Regions from separate parts of the Mus musculus genome. Here region 2 is linked to region 1. The links are chromatin contacts, called in public Hi-C maps. All regions are on one chromosome and are shown on one strand. Each heading gives the region's core, a stretch centred on a gene start, on an enhancer-like site or on the middle of the called end of the contact. The rest is flanking DNA. Distances are from core to core; before and after follow the strand shown.

Region 1 (2,863 bases), core at 135-2,634:
TCTGAATTCTGCTTCTTTGTCTGTGAAGCAGAGGCTCACACCTGTCCAACCTTCCTCCTTGGGTTGTGTTCCAGCTACTGGGACACTGTACACTTGCACCAGTTTGTTATGTGAGCCACATGAGTGCAGGCGACAAAGCCACATGGGACCACAGCTACCTAGTGTGACCCCAGCTAACCACTTCACTAAGGCATCCACTTCTCATCTGGAAGTGGAGGTAAGCCTGCCTCTCCAAACAGGAGCAGGGCGGAGAGCTGTCTTACAGAGTGCTAAGAGAAGGCTATGACAGTTCTCTCTTCTTCCTTGTCTCATGGTCATTAGTCCATTTCTCCTCCCCTAGACCACCACTGGGGTCCCCCTGGGTGCCTACCGGGGTGCTGAGTGCCACACATGCTGTTTCTCAGCAGTACTTCCACTCCTCCCCATGGCCTGTAGGCTCATATGTCTGCATTCTCACTAGAAATGCCCTAGCACAAGAAAGCACTCAGGGCCACAGAAGCCCAGGCCTGTGTGAGCAATCTCACATCTCCAGTCAGCTTTTGCAGGGTTCCCAGAACGGCATGTCCACCCAGAACCTGGGACTGGCGCAGCTACACATCCTTTTCAGGAGAGCACGGCCTCGAGGCTGCAGGAACTCAGGGTGACTCAGCTTCACATGTGACAAACAGCCTGTGAAGTAAAACAGACCAGAGCTCCAGCACGGCTGCCTTCAGATTTCAGGGAAGGAAGGGGCGGCCTGAGAGGTAATGGACAGCGTTGAACTCGCATGTCACCTCAGGCCAAATGTGTGCTCTCCTGCTGAGGCCTTACCACAGACACCTGAGTGTGTGATAGTCTGAGAGGTTAGCCTTTCAGCGTTGCACGAGGGGGGGGGTGTCATAATAAGAAGATCAAGGAATTGAGCAGAAGCATCCGACTTAGATACCCTTGTTCTTTCCTAACAAAATGTCAGGAAAAAAAATGTCTTTTTCCCCCAACCCCACTTTCTGCGGCACTGCAGAGTTCCCTGAGTGTGATTTAAAAACAGACTGACCCACTGAATTGTATTTTTCAAAGTTTGCAGCAAAAGATGCCCCTAGCTCCTTTTACCATTAACACCCAGGGCTGTTCCTCCCTGCTTGTCCTTGGTTTATGATAGACAGGGGGTGTGCAGGGAGTGCTGGGGCATGAGCCTGTGTAGTGGGCAACACCATAACAGGGCGGTAGAATGGCTACTAGCAAAATCATGTCCATGGCTCTGTCCAGCACTGAAGTCATAGTTACAACCTACTGAGCTTTGGGGGTCAGAGGTTGGGAACACCACTCTCAGGGAACACTCAGAGGAGGTATGGCCTGGCAGGAAGCATTGGGCCATGCCAAACAGGAAAGGGGAGGGCGGGCCTGGGAGGGACTGAAACGTCACCAGGATACATGCCAAAGTTGGGTGGGCCTAAATACTAGGGCAGAGCTGCTGGGCACATGACTCTTGAAAATCTCCCAGGGAATAACTTCTAATCCCTGCCTTATTGAAAGGTTTGGGGAAGGCTCCAGCCTGCCGTCTGCTGCTCTGGGCTGTGGGGGGAATCCTATGCTGGCACATAGCCACAAGGACATTTCTCAGGGAAAGCCTTTGGCCCAATAAGTCTGTTTTCTCCTTTCTTTGGAAACTAGGATTTGGAATCTGTTCAGGAAAAATGTAATGTACAAACAAATAGCCTTGGCCATCTGTGCCTCCCCTTGGAGCCAGGTCAAGCCTGGGGAGAGCTTAGCCTCTCTGGGCTTTCCAGCTGTAGGCCATCCCTTTGTAGCCAGTCTCTGCCTGTCCTAAAATAATGTCTCCTCTCCTTCCCCTAGTGCTGCTCATACCCAGGTCTTCTCAAGTGCTTCCCGAGATGGTAGGGATGTCCCCATTGTAGTGATTACTTGCTTCATCAACCCCTCCCCCACTAGTCTCACTTCTCAGGGGATTAGTTGCTTCTCCAAAATATTATTCCACGTTGTTTCAATGTAAAATGTTCTTTCCTTGTTCTGTAGGTAAGAACCCCTGGTTTTATTTTTAAAACTATCGTCAAAATGACTGCCAGTCCTTAAACTCTGGCTGTGAGCTAAGCAGGTGGTGTTTCATGCTACTCACTGCCTAGCAAAGTGTTCAGGACAGAACCTGATGCATAGTACATGCTCAATGAAGGGTGCTTAATGTCCCTATTAATTACTTTAATTCTGATGTAGTGCTCATGGCAGACAGGATTTGTCTTGTGCATTGCATGACAAGTCTGTGGGCCTCATGAGGGCAGGGATTGTGTGTTTACTCTCTAGTGTCTCCAAGCACGTGTTTACCCGGAGGAAATTCCCAGGGTGGCAAGCTGGTCGTTCAAGCTGGTGAGCAGCGCAGTGACTTATGTCTAGGATTCCAAAATCAGCTTGGAGTCACTGTAGTCTAAAGAATAGAGGGTCAGGACAGAGCAAAGATCTTGGCTTGCTTCTACTTCAACTGTCTACTACCTTTATGACCTCAGAAGGATTGATCTTTTTGAATCCTAAATACCTATTTTTCAAAAACAAACAAACAAAACAAACAAACAAACAAACAGACAAACAAACAAACAAAGTTAAAAGTGTCTGCTTGTCTTCTTCGCAGGTTTGTTGTGGGCATCAGTGAGCATGTACAGACTGTTGTGAGCATCCTCTTGGAGTCCATGGCCATTGCCGCTACTGTGATTTAAAGAGCTGTGCCCCTTCTTGGCTCCTGGGTTGGCACTTGTTTTCCAGCTGTTTGGTGGTGCTGTTTGGAAAGGGCATGGAATCTTGAGGAGGCAGAGTCTTGTTGGAGTAGGTAGTCACAGGGGTGAGACGTGAGGGTAGATAGCCTGGCCGCACTTCCTGT
Region 2 (2,863 bases), core at 116-2,615, 650 kb after region 1:
CAACCCTAAGTTATAGGACCTACATATATTGCTTTCTAAAACAATTTGCATTTCATTGATTTGTTATTAGGACGGAAAGTTATACGAACAGAAATGTTCCAAGAACAGTTACCAACAGCTCATGGACTTGAATAATTATGTTGTTGAAATACAAGATGTTCATACTGCTCTTCAGCTCACTGACCTACTGCAGTAACTAGTTGCTAATTAGATTTCTTTGAACCAGCTTGTCCAGCTGGGAGGACTTGAGAGCTGTATTCTGCAAGAATCTGGTATATGTAGTCTCTTGCTGCCATAGGAAGAGTCTTTGTGCCAGCATGCCTTCTGCCATTTTCTAGGTATGTACATTGCTCTTGATGTGTGTCATTGTCCTGAGTTAGAAATGAGAGTGGATCACTGGTGGGATTATATTAGTTTCTTTACTAATTTACTAATTTATCCCCCAGTAATATCCAGGGTTGAGAGTCAAATTTAGTGTTCATCTGTTTTGTTTACTTTCTACTGAAACTCTGTACAAGGTGGGCACATATAGGTGTGCAACTTTAATCTTTTTGTTCAAGGTGATTGATCTATGTCTTATGATCTTAAAAAATAAACAAAAATGTGTAATTTTGCTAAAGTAAACATTACTTTTAAAAGTATGTTTTAGATACTTGGGAGTGAAAGAAATAAGATGTAGAGAGAAAAGTCTGTGAGCTATTATCTTTCTACTGGAAGAGATGTATAAAACCAAATATAGGGATATGGTATGTAAGAGTTATTTAAAAGTACATTTAAAGCATATGGAGTATAAGGCATATTAATACCAAGTAAGAATACAAAGTCAGGGATCTTCCATGTGTATCAAACTGTCTAAACTATGGAGTAATTATAAGACATGTTAACTAACAGATGTAATTCAGAAGTGGTATTAGAAAGAACTAGTACCTGCTAGAAAGATCTCCTCTATCTTAATCCTTAACCTAGGTGCTACTCTGGGACAGTGTGTGCACACAGTAGATGTCTATTCACCCACCGTTTCTATAATAAGTGATAATGAATATCATACAATTTGATGTGAAATCAGTAATGGAAATGGAATTTAGTTTCTAGTCACAATGACATGATTTCTAGGAGGTGTATCAGATGCTGTCCTTAAAGAGTGGAAGAAGAACACTAGCTTTGGGTTCTCAGGAAGTCTCTACTTGGATGAATCATTTAATACAAGTGTAACTCCAATTCAGGAGCCAAGACTACTACAATCCTTTTAGCCATTTTCTATCAGTTGTCCCAGTTTTCTAGAAAATCCTCAGAGCTGACCTACCCATGTGATCTGAGTCAGGATAGGCCTTACCATTCTCTGGAACCATTCAAGCATGTGTCATGTCTGTGTGAAACGCCAAACTTAAGAAATGCCTCTGAATACTGCATAGTGATTGAGAATTGTATGTTCTCAGTCTTGTTACCCACTTTTAAATCAGATTGAAAGTAACTTGAGTTTGAAATAATTCCAGCATTCTCTCCAACTGGCAAGGCAAAGTGTCCTTTAGCACAATCTTGGACATAATCTGGTTGGCCTGTCAGCCTTGCCCAACCGAGCTGGTACCAGCATTCCACAGCAAGCATAAGGAAGCAGGGTCGCATGCCACCCACGCCCAAACCTCTCTGACATTTCCGTGGGCCTGGAGCCAGATCTCCCCCTGTGTTTCATCTCCCTCTCAGAATACAAAGGAACACTGAACCTTCCAGTTAATTCAATACCCTCCCCCCCCTTCCTGGAGAGGATAACAGTTCTGTTGACCATTATAATGCATCTTCTGTCTCCCAGCAATCCACATAGTCATTAATTTCTGCTGCTGACATCAGGAAAGAGGATTATGTGTGTGTCTGAAACTGTTCCCAGAGTGCTCATTAGTCATAGATAATTGAAAAACTGGTAGGGGAAGGTTTGTTGTAATAGGAGCTCTGCTTGTGAAGAGGGACTGCAGCTACCCGATAATTGTAGGCTCCAGCTTGGACCACTCAGGCCAAATATGTCCATTCACATGGGAATTCATGGGGCCCAGGAATCCTCAGGGCCATCTGATATCTGAAGGTGAACAAGTAACACAGCCAGAGATCAGAGTGTAGGTGAATTGCCCATGGGTTTCTCTCCTATCTTTAGCGTGAGGAACAGGACTTGGAAAAGATGCAGGAAATTTGCTCTCATTTTGTTTTTATTTAAACTTAAGCCAATTTGGTTTGTTTTAAGCAAACACACGAGGTCATGATCTGGAAGGACATAGATGGTTCAGGAGAGTACTTCACAGCACATCCTATCTGTACTGTTACAGAAATCAAGTGGTTTTTTTTTAATTTTTAATTTTTATTTTTCTAGAAACTTCTAGAAGTACATGTGCTCATGTACTTGAATGTTTAGAATCTTTAAAAGGATCACAAATATGAGATCCTAAGAGCACTATTCTACATCCTGGCTTTGTCCCATATTTTATCTCAGTCTTTCTCCCAAATTCATACCTTAATTCTTCCTCAAGTATTTTCTATATAGGATTCTGTAGAATAGATGAAATGGTTTGTTTATTTGTTGTTAGTTTGCTTGCTTGCCTGCCTCCTTCCTCCTTCCCTCCCTCCCTCCCCACTCCTCCTCCCTCCCTCTCTCTCTCTCTCTCTCTCTCTCTCTCTCTCTCTCTCTCTCTCTCTCTCTCTCTCTTTCTTTCTTTCTTTCTTTCTTTCTTTCTTTCTTCCTTTCTTACCAAACCAGAAGAGAAGCACCTCTAAAACTATTATATAAGAAACACTTGTTCAAAGTAAAACACAAGAGAGCACAGGGAAGTAAGGAGCACAGATTCACCCACACCCCCATTGGAAACATAAGTTTTGTATG

The links. A called contact is a pair of places that touch in the nucleus more often than the background predicts.
Region 2: a contact with region 1 is called in a Hi-C map of muscle stem cells, with 2.5 times the contacts expected there. The contact joins two enhancer-like sites. A contact is called at or near these places in 1 of 15 datasets of contacts at CTCF or cohesin (the NIH/3T3 cell line), 2 of 484 Hi-C or Micro-C datasets (bone marrow-derived macrophages and muscle stem cells), 2 of 115 datasets of contacts at active chromatin or transcription factors (both in embryonic stem cells) and 1 of 9 other capture datasets (embryonic stem cells).

Annotation. Positions count from the first base shown.
Region 1 is chr4:95,081,212-95,084,074 of GRCm38.p6, forward strand. The region is part of intron 1 of Junos (a long non-coding RNA gene); the gene reads left to right. Among named protein-coding and RNA genes, the nearest start is that of Junos, 30 kb to the left of the region's middle. Within about 2 kb of position 1,385, at least 142 of the 459 cell types and tissues checked have an H3K27ac peak or open chromatin away from gene starts, as enhancers often do. A contact at or near this core is called in the NIH/3T3 cell line and muscle stem cells, where this site is marked.
Region 2 is chr4:95,732,191-95,735,053 of GRCm38.p6, forward strand. The region is part of intron 6 of Fggy (FGGY carbohydrate kinase domain containing); the gene reads left to right. Among named protein-coding and RNA genes, the nearest start is that of Fggy, 180 kb to the left of the region's middle. Within about 2 kb of position 1,366, at least 81 of the 459 cell types and tissues checked have an H3K27ac peak or open chromatin away from gene starts, as enhancers often do. A contact at or near this core is called in the NIH/3T3 cell line and muscle stem cells, where this site is marked.